2 separate regions of the Macaca mulatta genome follow, and region 1 is linked to region 2. A link is a contact called in public Hi-C data. All regions are on one chromosome and are shown on one strand. The core of a region is the stretch at or near the end of the contact, and the rest is flanking DNA. Distances in the headings are between cores, read along the strand shown.

Region 1 (7,625 bases), core at 3,241-5,740, 54 kb before region 2:
AGTTTTGACAAATGTAAACAATTGCGTAACCACCACCACAATCAAGATGTAGAACATTTCTATCGTCTCAATAAGTTCCCTCATGCCCTTTTGCAGTCAGGAATTATCTTTCACTTAGCAAGTTATAATTATAAATTGCCCTATAACCTCATGCAATAGTCTCATTTCCTAAGAATAGCTCCATTTTATATATACCAAACCATCTCGCTCCTGACTGTAACTCAGCCCAAATGAGAATTGTTACACCATGCTTAGAATTATATTGCAGAAGTGTAAAAAAGCACACTTAAATGTTTAGAGTATGAAATATTGGCTATGGTTCAAATGATATGAAATAAGATTAACTAGCTTTCTGGGGAAGTAAAAAGGAATCACCAAGTGTTTTAATCTTTCTGGAAAATGTTCATTCCTAAGGTCCACCATACTCTACTGGTGGGAACTCCTAAGCCGTCTATTAATAGCTAGGAAAGATTCAGCAGATCTGCTCTCAGAGGCCTGGGTGTAAAAATTTTCCCGATCTCTACTGACTGACAGTTCTATTAATAGACTAACTTTTGAACTTTACAGCATTACTTGGTGACAATAAGCTATAAGACACTTCACATAAAACACCAAGCTTCACATAAAATATCAAGCTTCTAGCACAATCGAGTGTCTAACACAAACGCTGTCATTTCCCTACCACCCGCTGGTTATGCCCAGGAACCTGCATGTTGAGACTGCAGTTTTCCCTGTACAAATTGGAATACAGAGGTCAAAGTCCTTTGCCAACTGCCACAGTACAAAACAGAGCCATTTCCCTTTTAGTGGAGTTAAGCAGCCAAACACACCTGGCATATCCAGAATTCCTGCATGCCAGAAATGGCACGCACCCCATAAGATCTGGTATGTCTGAGAAAGTCTGGAAGATAGGTTTGTTGTTGTTCAATTTCTCACATGAACTGTTCTTCCTTCCTCAAATGCACACATGAGTAGTATGGGAAGGCCAGAGGGGTCTCAATGGACTGGGCCATTTTCCATCTTCTGCACCTGCTACATTGTAACATGAATCCGTTTTTTCTATTCTTACCTCCCCACCCCCAAGCTTCAGTTACATTATGAATAATGCAGGCTGAATTACAGATGCACAGCTGACAGGCCAGCTTGCTATGTTCTCTACTCCAAGGATACTACTTGGACCTTCTTCCACATTCCTCCTTATTGGAGCTTTTCACAAACCACTTCTTAGGAATCTCTTCTGCCTGGGTCATCATTGTAAACTAAAGAAGTTTCTCAAATTACAAAAAGTCTGTAGCAGTTTAAAAAATACCAAGGAACTCTGGGAGTAAGGCAGGCTTGATCTTGGAGCTCTTGCGTTTGGGCAGATACACTTATGATTATAAATGATTAGTGCGGAAGCTGGAAAGACACGAATCTCAGGGTACAAGAGAGGTTCTTCAGGCACTACAATATTAGGTGGTATTTTCTGACCAGAAAGTTCTTCCCTGAAAAAGCTAGCTGAAATAGTAATTCAATCTCTAGAAGCCAGCCAGGAAAACTAATACTATGGCCTGTCACGATGTTTCTGGGAGAGCTGGGATTCCATATAAGGTTTTAAATAATGAGACATCTAAGTAACTGGGTACGTAAGGAAGCCCAGGATAGGTAAAAAGAAGGAAATGGTTTGCCAAGGCCTATTAGGACAGCTCATCCGAGGATGGATCTAGGAAGTACACAATCCCACTTAAAAGGAAAACAGTATTTTGGAAACAGTATATATAAGAAACTGCAGGTTTTGGAGGTATGAAAAGCAGGAGGAATGACACTTGTCTAGGTAATTCTTGGAGGAAGATGAGGACCAGAAGAACCCTGCAGGAAAAAATAACTGCCAGTATACTTGATAGGAAGTATTTCAGTGCAATTTTGAGGGTAGTGCACAGATCGATAACTCTGGATCCCGCTGGTTTGTTTATGGCTGGGACCGTCTAAGTTGGCTAGGGCAGGCCTATGGCATATTTCCCAATATGTGGTTTGGTGTGTTTGGGAAGGAGTTGTATCTGTACTCAGACAGGTACCACTAGCTCTTGTAAGGGAGAAAAGTGGTAACAAATACTTAAAGAGACAGCAACATATAAGTTATTAGTGTCTAAGATCACTACTGATCAACACAAGTACTGATCAAAGAATCCACTGGCCTGGAAAGTGGATCTGGTAAGAACTTGGATGAGAAATGACCACACATGAAGGCCCTGGGGTGATATACAATTTTTGAAAACGCAAAAACAGTAATATTGACTTGCTACCCAAGTCAGGATATAAAGCAATTAAACATTAAAATGATGGTCAATAATAACAGGAAAACATGAACTTGAATGAGAGAAAAATCTGGGGAAATTAAAATTTTAGATTTGTAATCTAAGTTTAAATGGATGGTCCTGGATAGTTAGAAAGGGTTATAGTTAAAATCAATTCTGAATACAGTAATGCAAATGAAATATACAATTATTCACAACTGTTGATGAAGCAGTGAGGATGAGCTATCTAACGCATTTTGCCGTGTAAGAGGACAGGTAAGAAGAATGTGTTCCTGCCAACAACCTCCAATTCCCACCTTCAATTTCTCCTCAAAATTCTCTAAGAGCCACTACAGTGGAGTTAATGGAAAAGAGACTTGTTCAGCCTAACTCTCCGGGTGGCAGAATGATTCCTGGTGAAGGAAAAGAAATACAGAGTGAACTGCTCTTCAACATCAGTGTTTTCGGTCTCAAAGAGGATGGTCTCTGGAAAAAAGTATTTCCATTGGAATGTCATTAAGCAAAATATCCCTTAAAGGAGATTTTTATACTTTTTGCATAAAATACACATAGTAAGCATGATCCATAAAATTACTCGCTATTGATAAGCAATTATCTCTGTAACTGACTGATTCATTTAACACTAACCTGAGTTTTAGGTTAGATTAGTGTGAACAGAAGTAGTTTCAAATCCCAACTCCTCCAAAACCTTGGGAAAGTTGCCCATGCTAAGTCTGTTTCCCTCATCAGTAAGATGGGAATATTTCCCAACTCCTAGGGTTGTTGCTGGGAGTCAACAAAATACTGTAATGAAATACTGTATATAAGACACCTAGACACCTTGTGAGCCCTCAGGAAATGTCTACGCCCTGTCCCCAAATCACCTATCTTAACTCCTCTATCCTTTTTAGCCCCAAAGCATGCTATGTGATGGCGATGGCCAAGTTATAAGTCACCATAAATATATATTAAACAGTCCAAAACACCTTGTTGAACAGAAGTAATCATACCAAAGACATGGATTCTTCTTTTAATAAATGTTAATCCCAACTAACCAAAAAATCACAGAAATACTGGGTAAAACACTTAATCATTTCCACGGGAGGAAGTGGGGCAAGCAAAAATAAAAGCAGCACTGGGGTGCACATCTCCATTGTGGGCTGTCCAGAGGCAAAAGCGTATGCAAAGTCTTGGAGAGATAAGGCAGAAAGGGGACGGAATACCAAAGCCACCCAGTGTGAGTGATGCCCTTGTGTCTCAATGTGAAGGAAGCAAGGACGGGCACATCAAGAGCTACGAATAACCTTGAGTTTTGGAGACTGGGCACTGACAGCTAAAACTTAGGACTTCCAATGTAAGTTCCTTGGGAGGAGTGCCTCGGGTTTGCTCTGCTGTGTTCCCTTAGTACCCACACCAGTGCCTTGCTTGCAGAATTAATAATTGCACCCACGTGCTGGTGGAAATATAATGGAAGAACAGACGCTCTCCAAACAATTGCTGACTGGAAAGGCCGGGAGTGAAGGGAAGATAAGGCACCAAGGGTGGGTAACCCGAGGGAAGGTGAGGTGTAAGTCCAGGGGCTTTTCACTTCGTGACAGTGGGGTCCGACCCCCGGGCTGTCAATCCGCACAGATGACGAAAAGGGGCCTGGGGCAACCCTGGCTGCGGTGCCGGCTGGCGGTAATGCCGGCGCTGGGACTGTTGGCAGCGATGGGAGAGGCAAGGTGAGCGACGGCGCCCCGGAAGCAGTTACCTGTAGTAGCTCAAGAGCCCGTTGCTCAGCACGAACCACCGCCGCTGGTAGCCTTTGATATAATTGGTCCATTTGAAGAGCCAGCCCTCTCGAGCCGAGCCCGAACCCCCAGCGCCCGAGCCGCCCGAGCCCCCAGTCGGCGGCGCAGGGGCCGGGCCAGCCGCTGCCACTCCCCCGGCCCCCGGGCCTCCCGCCGCCGCCGCGACCACAGTCCCTGACGCGGCCCCGGAGCCTGGCCCCGCGTCTCCGCGGCCGCCGCCTCCTCCCACCACTGGGGGACCGGCACCGCCGCCGCCAAGTGCTGCAATGGCTGCCGGGCCTGGCCCCACCACTCCTCTCAGCTCCGTCGCCGCCATGAGCCGCCGCCGCCTGGAGATACAGGACCGGAACCGCCTACGAGAGCCGCCGTCGCCTCCCGGAGCGCCCCACAACGCTACCGCATCAGCCACCGCCGCGCAGCGTCCCCGCCCCGCCAGGCGAGCCGCGGGGAGGAGGGCTCGACCGCCGGGAAGAAGGACGTCGATTGGTGCCGCTGAGTGTCACTTGAGGAAGACCCCGCGGACATTGGCATTTCTCTCGGGCCTGTCATTCTACAGCGCCCAGTGAGAGCTTGGGGTGGGACGCGTCCTCCTGGCCCACCGTCGATTGGTTCAGATAAAGGCCAATCAGACATATGAAGAAGTTCATTGGTGCTTTCCTGAAGTTTCCAGGGCTCAGGGAGGACGGGAGAATGCGGGGGTGCCCGGCCAATCTGATCGCCGATTGGCTGGTGTTTCCGCCACTCATTTCAGTTTATGCTCCTGTCACTGCCACGTCACCCCCTCCCATCACTCTTCTCATCATCCTTTTCCGCCCTTATGGATTGGTGGTTGGTATCAGCTGCTCCCCATTTTCTACCATTTACTGAACGAGTTGAGGAAAAAGGGAAGGAGTCTTGTCTTTACATCGTCATTTTCTTTTTTTATTGGTTAGCACCTATGCCACTCACGTGGTGGAGAGGCGAGGCAACAGTTGGAGATGATTGGTTCTGAGAATTGGCTGTGAAAGCGGCATTGCTGACCAATGAGAGATACTTAATAAGAGAGGGGCAGGCCGGGGCAACCAACGAAATCCGAGAAGAGCGCTTGGGGGCGTGTCCGTCTGTTTCAGCCTTTGGGAAGTTGGTGGGAGGTGAGAGTGACTCGGCCTCTTAAAAGCGTTCTTTTGACATGGGTGTGTTGTCGTGTTCACGTTTTCTGAATTAAGACCTTTGTAGCTTCTTGTTAGGAAGAACCTGGCGGACAGAGTAACTCTCGGCAGTCAGCCCCCGCCTGAGGCTCCCTTTAAGGACGCCTTTCTAACTCGAAGCTGGACACCCAGATTCCAGGGCTGCCCAGAAGTAGCTTCTCCAGCCCCTTCCTGGATCAGTGGTCCCCCTAGTTCCCTTCCCTGTTTGCTCGTTATCGCTCCACACCGCTTGTGTCTTGATTCTAGACTGTCGTATGCCTATACTAATTCTGTCCCTTTCAGAAGTAGATTCGCGAGGACCTGACTTTATGTGTCTCTTCCAGACCTAAAGGCCCTTGGTCTTAGCATCATAGGTGCCACGTAATGCTTTGGACAGAAAATCATTACTTTTTTTGTATCTTTAAACTGATATATCGTAGTTGTACATATTTAACTTTGGACAGAAAATTATTTTTTGTATGTTTAAACTGATATAGTTGTACATATTTTCAGGGATACATCTGGTATTTTGATACACGTATTCAATGTACAATTATCAAATCAGCGTAATTGGGATATCCATCATCTCAAACATTATCTTTGTGTTGGGAACATTTTCTGCTATGCCTTCTCTTGTAGCAGGAAATTGTTATTTTTGATCAACTCACTATTCACACATTTGTGAAGATTACAAATTCAGTAACTAATGTAACATTTAGATGTAAGCTCTTGTTGCAAATGTAGCCCAAAGCGCTGTACTTTGGGGAATCTAGCATCTGTTACATTTTGCTAGTTTGAACAGGCAATAGAAATAGCTATTAGATACTGTAAAAGAAATTGACTTTCTTTGCCAATGTGCTTCCCAGTGTCAATAAATTAAAGTATCCTTTTTTAGAAAATGGTTTCAAAAGAAGAGCAGTATTTATTGAATTCTGGAGAGAGAATGCTCTTTAAAAATCTGCAATTTTTACTATCAGGGATCATTTCTATAGCTCATTACTAGTGAATTTCCCTGAATGTGTAGAGCAAAATAAAATCTGTTAGATGTAGGTTATTTGGGATTTTTTTTTAAATCGAACTAGAGTTAATCTATTTAGGCTTGAGTCCTGCTTTTGCTACTTACTGGGTCTATGCCTTTGAGAAAGTTATTTAAGCACTCCAAGTCTCAGTTTCCACTTCTATTAAACAGGAATAAAACCTCACAGGGATGCTGTTGTGATTAAGTGCGTTTGAATGTGTTTGATCAACTGTAGATAGCTACAAACATGTGAGTTGTGTTGCCAAACACATCTCACAGGTTACTTGCCATCACAAAGGAGAAACATACTTTTACAACAGGGAGATCTGGCAGTCCCCACCTTAACCCAGTTATCCAATTTAGTATCAGTAATCCTTGGACAACCAACATTTTTATGAGGTTCCCAGTGTGCTGCAGCACGAAGTATACAGCATCACTTAATGGTGTTTTCTTGCCAAAAATACTGAAAGTGAATCTTATCAAGGCTTTGGATCTAAACTCCAGTTTACCGGGGCTGGAGGAACCAGTTGAACCATAACCCCAAGGAGATAATCAGATAAATCAAGAACGTGAAGCATTCTACAAACAACTATTTTATAGAAGATAAGACATGAAGATCAAGGAAAATCAATGTCATAAAAATGGTCATGGGTGATTGTTCTAAATTTGAAAAAAAACGTAAAAAGATACAATCAAATGCTTAATTGGATTCTGGTTCTGAAAAAGCAGCCTTTTAGACATTTTTGAGACAATTGGGGGAAATTTGAAATGGTATTAGATGTTGTTAGTTATTACATTTGTTCATTGTAATAATGGTATGCTGGATATGGGGGAAAACATCTTTACAACTTGGAGAAACGTAGGAGTGAAGAGTTATGATATCTGTAACTCTCTTTGAAATGGTTCAGCAAAAAAGAAAGATAAGAGACCAGTCTGGGCAACATAGTTAAACCTCTGTCTCTACCAAAAACAAAAGCAAAACAAAACAAAACATTAGCTGGGCATGGTGGCCTATTCCTGTAGTTCCAGCTACTTGGGAGACCGAGGTGGGAGGATTGATTGAGCCCAGGAGGTCGAGGCTACAGTGAGCTGTGATTGTGCCAGTGCACTCCAGCCTGGGTGACAGAGTGAGGCCCTATCTCTCTGTCTCTCTCTCTCTCTCTCTCTCTCTCACACACACACACACACACACACACACAAAGAAAGATATATACTTTGAAATGCATACACACACATCTATCTGTCTGTCTACTTCCTTTCCTACCTATCAAGCAAATATGGCAAAATGTTAATTGTTAAATCTATGTGGTAAGTATATAGGTGTTTACTATTATTTCTACTTTTATTGTATATTTGGAATAATAATTTTATTTTT
Region 2 (7,137 bases), core at 1,838-4,337:
GACTCCATCTCAAAAAAGAATAAATAAATAAATAAAAAATATGTATCTATATCCAGGGATGCACAAAATTTCATCTGTGCATACTTTTCTAACTTATGAGACCTTTCTTTTTTTTTTTTTTTTTTTTTTTTTTTTTGAGGCGAGTCTCGCTCTGTCACCCAGCCCAGGCTGGAGTGCAGTGGCGCGATCTCGGCTCACTGCAAGCTCCGCCTCCCGGGTTCACGCCATTCTCCTGCCTCAGCCTCCCAAGTAGCTGGGACTACAGGCGCCCACAACCGTGCCCGGCTAATTTTTTGTATTTTTAGTAGAGACGGGGTTTCACCGTGATCTCGATCTCCTGACCTTGTGATCCGCCCGCCTCGGCCTCCCAAAGTGCTGGGATTACAGGCGTGAGCCACCGCGCCCGGCCGAGACCTTTCTTGACCCCCAAAATTCTTGGTATAAAAAGCTTTACGTTTTGTTGAAGATACTATAAGTTGCAAAGTTATATAATATACTAGTGATAGACTAAATTTTAAAACACATACACCCACATACTTTTCTACTAGTACACTAGTTTTCCTTAAGTTATATGTCATACAAATAAAAATTCCTCTCATTTAGGATTACTTTAAATCTCTCTTAAATGTTTACTTCTCTAAACATTTGAATCCCTCATAGGGGCAACCTGTAGCCATAGATCATATAGCTGGAAGGGGCAAGGCTTACAGAATACCTGATTTTAGAGGTGAGGCAAAAAGATACTCAGAGGATCAGGATAGGTGCTGTTTCCAGTGAAGAATGAAACATTCTGACTAAGATGAGGAATAGAAGAATATCTTGCCAAGTTAGTGAATGAGGTTACCCCTAATAAGATAAAGCACTTCTAAAAGACAGCACTTGAAAAGAGCAAGAAGCCAAGATGATATTATAAGAGAAAGATGTCACTTACCAACTGCACCTGACCCAAATGTATCATCATTGAATTGATCAATCTCTTCATCTTCTTCTCCCAGTCCCTGAAATGCATCTTCATCTTCATCCAGAGGACAATCCTCCAAAGACTAAAAAAAGAGGAACGACATTAGTTATTCATGAAATTCACACCCTCATTTTAAAAAGGTTCTAAAAATGTTCATCTTACCTTCTCAATGAACATAATTGCTTCATTATGACTTTTTGTAAAGATGGCATTTTCTACTTTCCAATTTCTGACACTGGAAGATTTCATCAGCTTTCTTTCACTTTCTATTTCCTATTCCTTATTTAATTCTCGCCCCACCTCACAGCATTCCATTTCTCTATTTTATCAAGAATCCACTAACAGCAGTTCCTCATGCAACCAAGAAATTAAGTCCACAACTTCCCTTATAACACTGGTTGGAAAAGTGAGGACAACTAATAATGAACCCTTTATTTTCTTGTATCTTTATGTATCTTTTCTAGCAAAATTCTCATCTTTCTCATTATATTCATGTCATGTTTTCAACTATTATTCCCTTTCAAAGCTTTGTCTTCATTTTCCATCTTTTTTATCTTCCCTATAGGCCTAAACTCTAGTGATTAAAGTTAGGTCTTCAACCACAATAAAATGAACTCTGGAAAAGCTGTGATATGACAAGTTCAAGTTCTGGCTCCACTTCTACAGTCAGTGTGAACATGGGCAACTGAGAAAATTTCTAATTAGCTCATCAAATACCTTTATACAACCTATTGTGTCTAAGGCTCTGTGCTAGGCTGTAAGGCTCAGTCTCTTATATCGTAATGCAGGGACTATACCAACTATGGCAGAGAGTTGTGATGATCAAAGCAGGCAAAGATTACAGATTATCGAACAAAGGCTAGAGGTCACCACATCCTAGGTAGGTTAACTTCACTTCAATTTTACTCAACTGATTTATTCTCCAAGTTTTCCTTTCGGTTTGGTCTTGGATCATTCCTATTAAGTATATCTGTCCTCAATTTTCAAAAATTCGGAATCAGAATTCCATAGTCGATCAGTAGATACGTTTGTGATACACCTTGCCTGGCTACCTCTTAGCTACCCTGTTTACAAAGGAAAGATTAGGTCAAAGGGCATTATTCTCCTGCCAGAGCCCTTCCAAATTTATGCAAATAGGCATGCAGCTGCCTTCGTATCAAAGGCAACTTCCAGCAGCACTCCCTTCCAAATCACAAAGATCTACTTTACCAAATCACTGCTTTTTCAATTAAAAATAGGATCATTTACATCAGTTCTTTCATGCTACAAACCCAGAAAGTTTACGTCCAGAGATTAGGAGTCGCTCAAGGTCATACAGTGAGTTGGTGACGGGGTCAGCACTGTTTGTTGCTATTGCTACATTCCCGGGACCTTCACCAAACCCACGTCGCCCAACACTAGCTCAGAGGGAACTTCTGCTGGACACGCCCCCCTCCCAACTCGGAGCCCTCTTTAGTAAACGGGCTGGGGCCCTAGTCCAACGGCAAGCCCAGGCCCCCTTGACCTGAAGGTAGCCTGTGTGAATGGGGTGTGTGTCAGTGTAATTCGAGTGGAGGTGGGTGGGGGGTGGTTCCGGGTCCAGGGCGGGAAACTCGGCTCAGGGAATTCCCGGGTGACTCCTACTCAAGAAAAGCACCCGGGTAGATGCAATACTGTACCCTCGATGGCTCCTCTAGGGGTGGGGGCGGGGGTGTGGTCTGGTTACAGCACTTAACGGGCCCTCCCCACCCCAAAACGGAGGCCAACTTTCCCCAGCGGCAACTAATGGGACTGTCTCGACCCCTGAAGCCAGCTCCCAGCCCTAGAATTAGACCCGCGACCCCAGGCCAGTCGCGTCCAGCTAAGTCCTGCGACTCCCCCAGCCCGCCCCCTGCCCCGCAGGAACACGGGACCGGCGTGCGGAGGGGGAGTGAGGGAGAGGGGCGCGGGAGGGAGGGAGGGGTCACTTCCGGTCGCAACAGCTCACCTCGTAGCGGAACATTCTTGGGGAGGGGGGCAGGGAGCGGGGAGGGGAGAGGGGGAGGGAGGGAAGAAGCGCTGACTCCCCGGCTCCTCCGCGCGCGGGTCCTCAACCGGCTCGCGACCCCTGGCCGCCGCCGTACGCCGGAGCGTGCGTGGAGACGTGCGCAGGCGCGCCTCAGGCAGGGCGGCCACCCGGCTCGGCGCCCGGCGGCGGCGGCTGCGCAGGGACAGATTTGGCGTCCTGCTTCCTAGTCTCAGCGGCGGGAAGGAGGTCCCGTGGCGAGAGACTGCGCACGCGCTGCCCGTCGTCTGCTGCCTGGTGATCTGGGCTTGCAGCTCCGCCCCCTCTTTCTCCGCGCCCGCTAGGCGCTGGGCTTGGAGCTGAGGGGCAGGTCACGAGTTCTCCGTCACCCGCGAGGCGGAGAAAACCCTTGTGATTGTCACAGGGTATGGCTCTGAAGAATCCTGGGCTTAGCCTGGGCTGGGAAACATGGAGATTCCCTGGCTGTTTTTCCAACGTCCCACTCACTCTTGGGGTTGCTCGGGGGTCTCCACGTTACGATCTGCGCCTTGCGCAGGGAAAAAAGAATGGAAAGTTGCTCGTCTTCGAAAGGGGCGGACTTCTTCGCCACTTTCAGTGGCTCGTCGCCTGCTGAATCCGCAGCAGGTCAGGGCTGTGATTTATGTGGCTCTAAACGATGACGGCGCCCGTTTTTTTTTTTTTTTTTTGAAATGCCGAAGACAGGTTCTGGGAGGTTTAACTAGGGTGGTATTTTTAGGTGCCAGGCTCATCAGGCGCGAGGAGCTGCAGAGCCTTGAAGGGCAGCACGGCCATGGGCTGCGGGCCACGCAGCAGCAGGGTCTTCGGGCCGGGATGCGCCGCTGGGTGACGCCACTTCCTTAGAGGATCGAACCTAGAGAGGAATGTGTCCAGCTTAGAAGCTGCGGACCCCTGGTTCCAGTATTCTGTTGGGTGGTTTGTTACTTCTAGCACGTTCCATGCCCTTCTTGCCCCTTTCCCTTCAGACAAAACTTGCACCACAAAGAGTGAATTCTTGTGGATTTCGCAATCCGTTTCTTCCCTGGGCGTCTTAAAATGCAGCCTCGCCTCGGAATGGCATACAGTAAATCTCCTAAATGTTAGTGTATCTGCATCAGTTTGAGTACGGGAAACGTTGAATTTGTGAAAAGTTCTGGGTGGGAGTTCGTGCTTCGCCACTGGTTAGGAAACTTTGGGCGACTTACCGAAACCTCTCTAAGCCTTAGTTTCTTGTAAAATGGGTATAATTACACCTGCTTCATGATGTTAACACTACTACTAACGATTGAAGGCTGCCTGGGACTCTGCTAGGCGCTTTATATGGATTGTCTCATTGAATCCTTCCTTATGTGCTCCCCATGAGGTAGGTACTGTTATTTTCTCAGTTTATGGTTGAGGAACCTGAGAATTAGCGACATTAAGTAGTTTGCCTCCAACCACCCAATGGCGAGTGGCAAAGCTAGTAGCTGAGATTTGTCTGATTGTTAAAAGCCCAGTGTCTTAATCACTGTGCCAAGATAAAAGCAAATGTTGACATGGGCCAGGCCTGAACTTTAAAGAAGTGGAGGAGGCTAGGGACAAGATGATATATTGGTTTTCAAACATGCATGGAACGTTATAAAATATCAAGTACTAAGTAACAGTACCTCTTAATAATTACCAAAGAATTGGTGCCATGTAGATCAAGGGTTAGCAGGCTGTGGCCCACAGCCCAATCTGGCCAGCCACCTGTTTTTGTAAGGGAAGCTTTGTTGGAATACAGCCAACCTTATTTATTTACATATTGTCTTTGGTTGCTTTAATGTTATAAAGTCAGAATTGAGTCGTTACAGTGGATACAGTGTGTCCCGTAAAGTGTAACATATTTACTATTTGGCCCTTTACAGAGTTTGCTGATCCCTGATCTTGCAGATAATGTTTTCTGATCATTATATAAGATCAATAGTAACAACAGATTAGGAAAAAAAGTCTTAAATTTTCAACAAAACAAAACAAAACAACAACAAAAAAACCCGTCTAGGCCGGGTGTGGTGGCTCAAGCCTGTAATCCCAGCACTTTGGGAGGCTGAGGCGTGTGGATCACGAGATCAGGAGATGGAGACCATCCTGGCTAACACGGTGAAACCCCGTCTCTACTAAAAATACAAAAAAATTAGCTGAGCATGGTGGCGGGCGCCTGTAGTCCCAGGTACTCGGGAGGCCGAGGCGGGAGAATGGCGTGAACCCGGGAGGCAGAGCTTGCAGTGAGCTGAGATCTCCTCACTGCACTCCAGCCTGGGCCACAGAGCCAGACTCCCTCTCAAAAAAAAACAAAAACGAAAACAAAACAAAAACCCCTCTAATCCATTGACTACTTAAGAGAAAATAATGGAAAGCAGAAAATATTTACAACTGAGTGATAAATGTATTAATATATCAAAACTTTTAGGACACTGACAAAACAGTTTATATAATAAAATAGGGGATGGGTGTGATGGCTCATGCATGTAATACCAGAACTTTGGGAGGCTGTGCTGGGTGGATTGCTTGAGCTCAGGAGTTGGAGACCAGCCTAGGTAACATGGCGAAACCGCGCCTCTACAAAAAATATAAAACTTAGCTGGGTTAATTTTTTTTATTAGCTGCTCCGCATTATTTCTGGTATTAGTGGTGTGCACCTGTGCCTGTAGTCCCAGCAGCTACTCGAGAGACTGAGAACGAAAATAGGGAAGGCTGAATATAAATTAACTATAAAATAAACCCAAAGAAAGTACAAGGAAAGAAATGCTGTAGAGCAGGAATTAAAGGAGCAGAAAACAAGGTGTCATAGACAGGATCAGCAAAATTTCCCGTTTTTCTCTTATACACCTGTCTGTGAGGGAGATTGAAAGTCCCTTTAAAAGAATAATGTATTTTTAGGCTGGGCGCTGGTGGTTCACGGCTGTAATTCCAGCACTTTGGGAGGCTGAGGCAGGTGGATCACGAGAGTCAGGAGTTCGAGACCAGCCTGGCCAACATAGTGAAACCCCATCTCTACTAAAAATACAAAAATTAGCCCGGCATGGTGGCACGTGCCTGTAGTCCCAGCTACTCGGGAGGCTGAGGCAGGAGAATTGCTTGAACCCGGGAGATGGAGGTTGTGGTGAGCTGAGATTGCACCACTGCACTCTAGCCTGGGTGAGACTCCATCTCAAAAAAAAAAAAAGAATAATGTATGTATATATATATATATATATATACTTTTTGAGCTGCTTAATAGGCCCATTATTAAGATGGAGAAGGTACCAGTTCTTTTCACAGGTGGTTCTTTAGACATAAGGTATGACATCTCTGGGAAATGTCCCTTGAGTGGGTGGGAGAAGGGAGGTGTCTCCTGCATGCCAAGTATGTGGGAAAAGTTATTGACCACTGAGGAAGGCCATCAGTTAGAGAAAAGCCACCACACCAGCTTTCTTTGTCATTATCTGTGCTTTCTGGAGGTTCTGTAAGCCGTTACAGTATTTACAGACTATGCATTGTTTCTTTTTTACTTTTTTTTTTTTTAAACCAGACAAGGTCTCATTCAGTTACTTGGGCTAGAGTACAGTAGCATGATCACAGCTCACTGAGCTTCGACCTCCTGGTGTCATGCCATCCTCCTGTCTCGGCCTCCCAAAGTGCTGGGATTATAGGCGTGAGCCACTACACCTGGCCTGTTTCTTTTCTAAATGTAAAAAAAAAATGACATAAAATTTACTTTCTTGTGAGACTAGTTTCAGATATTTTCATCAAGTAACTTACATCTCTAAAACACTGATTTCAAACTTTAGCATGCATTTAGAATTGCCAAGATGGCTTGTGAAAACATAGACTACTTGGCCCTATCCCCAGAGTTTCACATTCAGTAGGAGGGAAGTCAGGCCTGAGAATCTGCATTTGTAACAAGTTGCCACATTATGCCCATGCTACTAGTTCTGTGACTACACTTTGAAACCCCACATTGTCCATTAGTGCTTGCAGGGTTATAGAGGGAGAAAAGAGTAGTGGGCTGCACCCAGGGTCATTTCTCATGTAGTGAAAAAAGTTACGACAAACCTCCCAGAAAGTAATGGGAACCCTTAGTGCAGCAGATCTTAGGGGAAAAGATTTACCCATATAATAAAAATAACTGTTTACAAGGCAAAATTTGTGATGGACTAAACATGGCCACCAATTC

Evidence for each region. A called contact is a pair of places that touch in the nucleus more often than the background predicts.
Region 1: a contact with region 2 is called in a Hi-C map of cortical neurons, with 2.5 times the contacts expected there. The contact joins the promoter of OSBP here to the promoter of PATL1 in region 2. A contact is called at or near these places in 2 of 14 Hi-C or Micro-C datasets (cortical neurons and fetal cortex germinal zone).

Annotation. Positions count from the first base shown.
Region 1 is chr14:14,219,856-14,227,480 of T2T-MMU8v2.0, reverse strand. It overlaps OSBP (oxysterol binding protein), which reads right to left and starts at 4,490. Exons shown (of 14, transcript NM_001266176.1): 1 at 4,027-4,490. The coding sequence starts at 4,382. It overlaps LOC106993228 (a long non-coding RNA gene), which reads left to right and starts at 5,058. Exons shown (of 3, transcript XR_001439410.3): 1 at 5,058-5,196.
Region 2 is chr14:14,164,776-14,171,912 of T2T-MMU8v2.0, reverse strand. It overlaps PATL1 (PAT1 homolog 1, processing body mRNA decay factor), which reads right to left and starts at 3,087. Exons shown (of 19, transcript XM_001089844.5): 1 at 2,928-3,087; 2 at 932-1,043. The coding sequence starts at 2,942. LOC144334204 (a long non-coding RNA gene) reads left to right here and starts at 3,357. Exons shown (of 2, transcript XR_013403786.1): 1 at 3,357-3,590.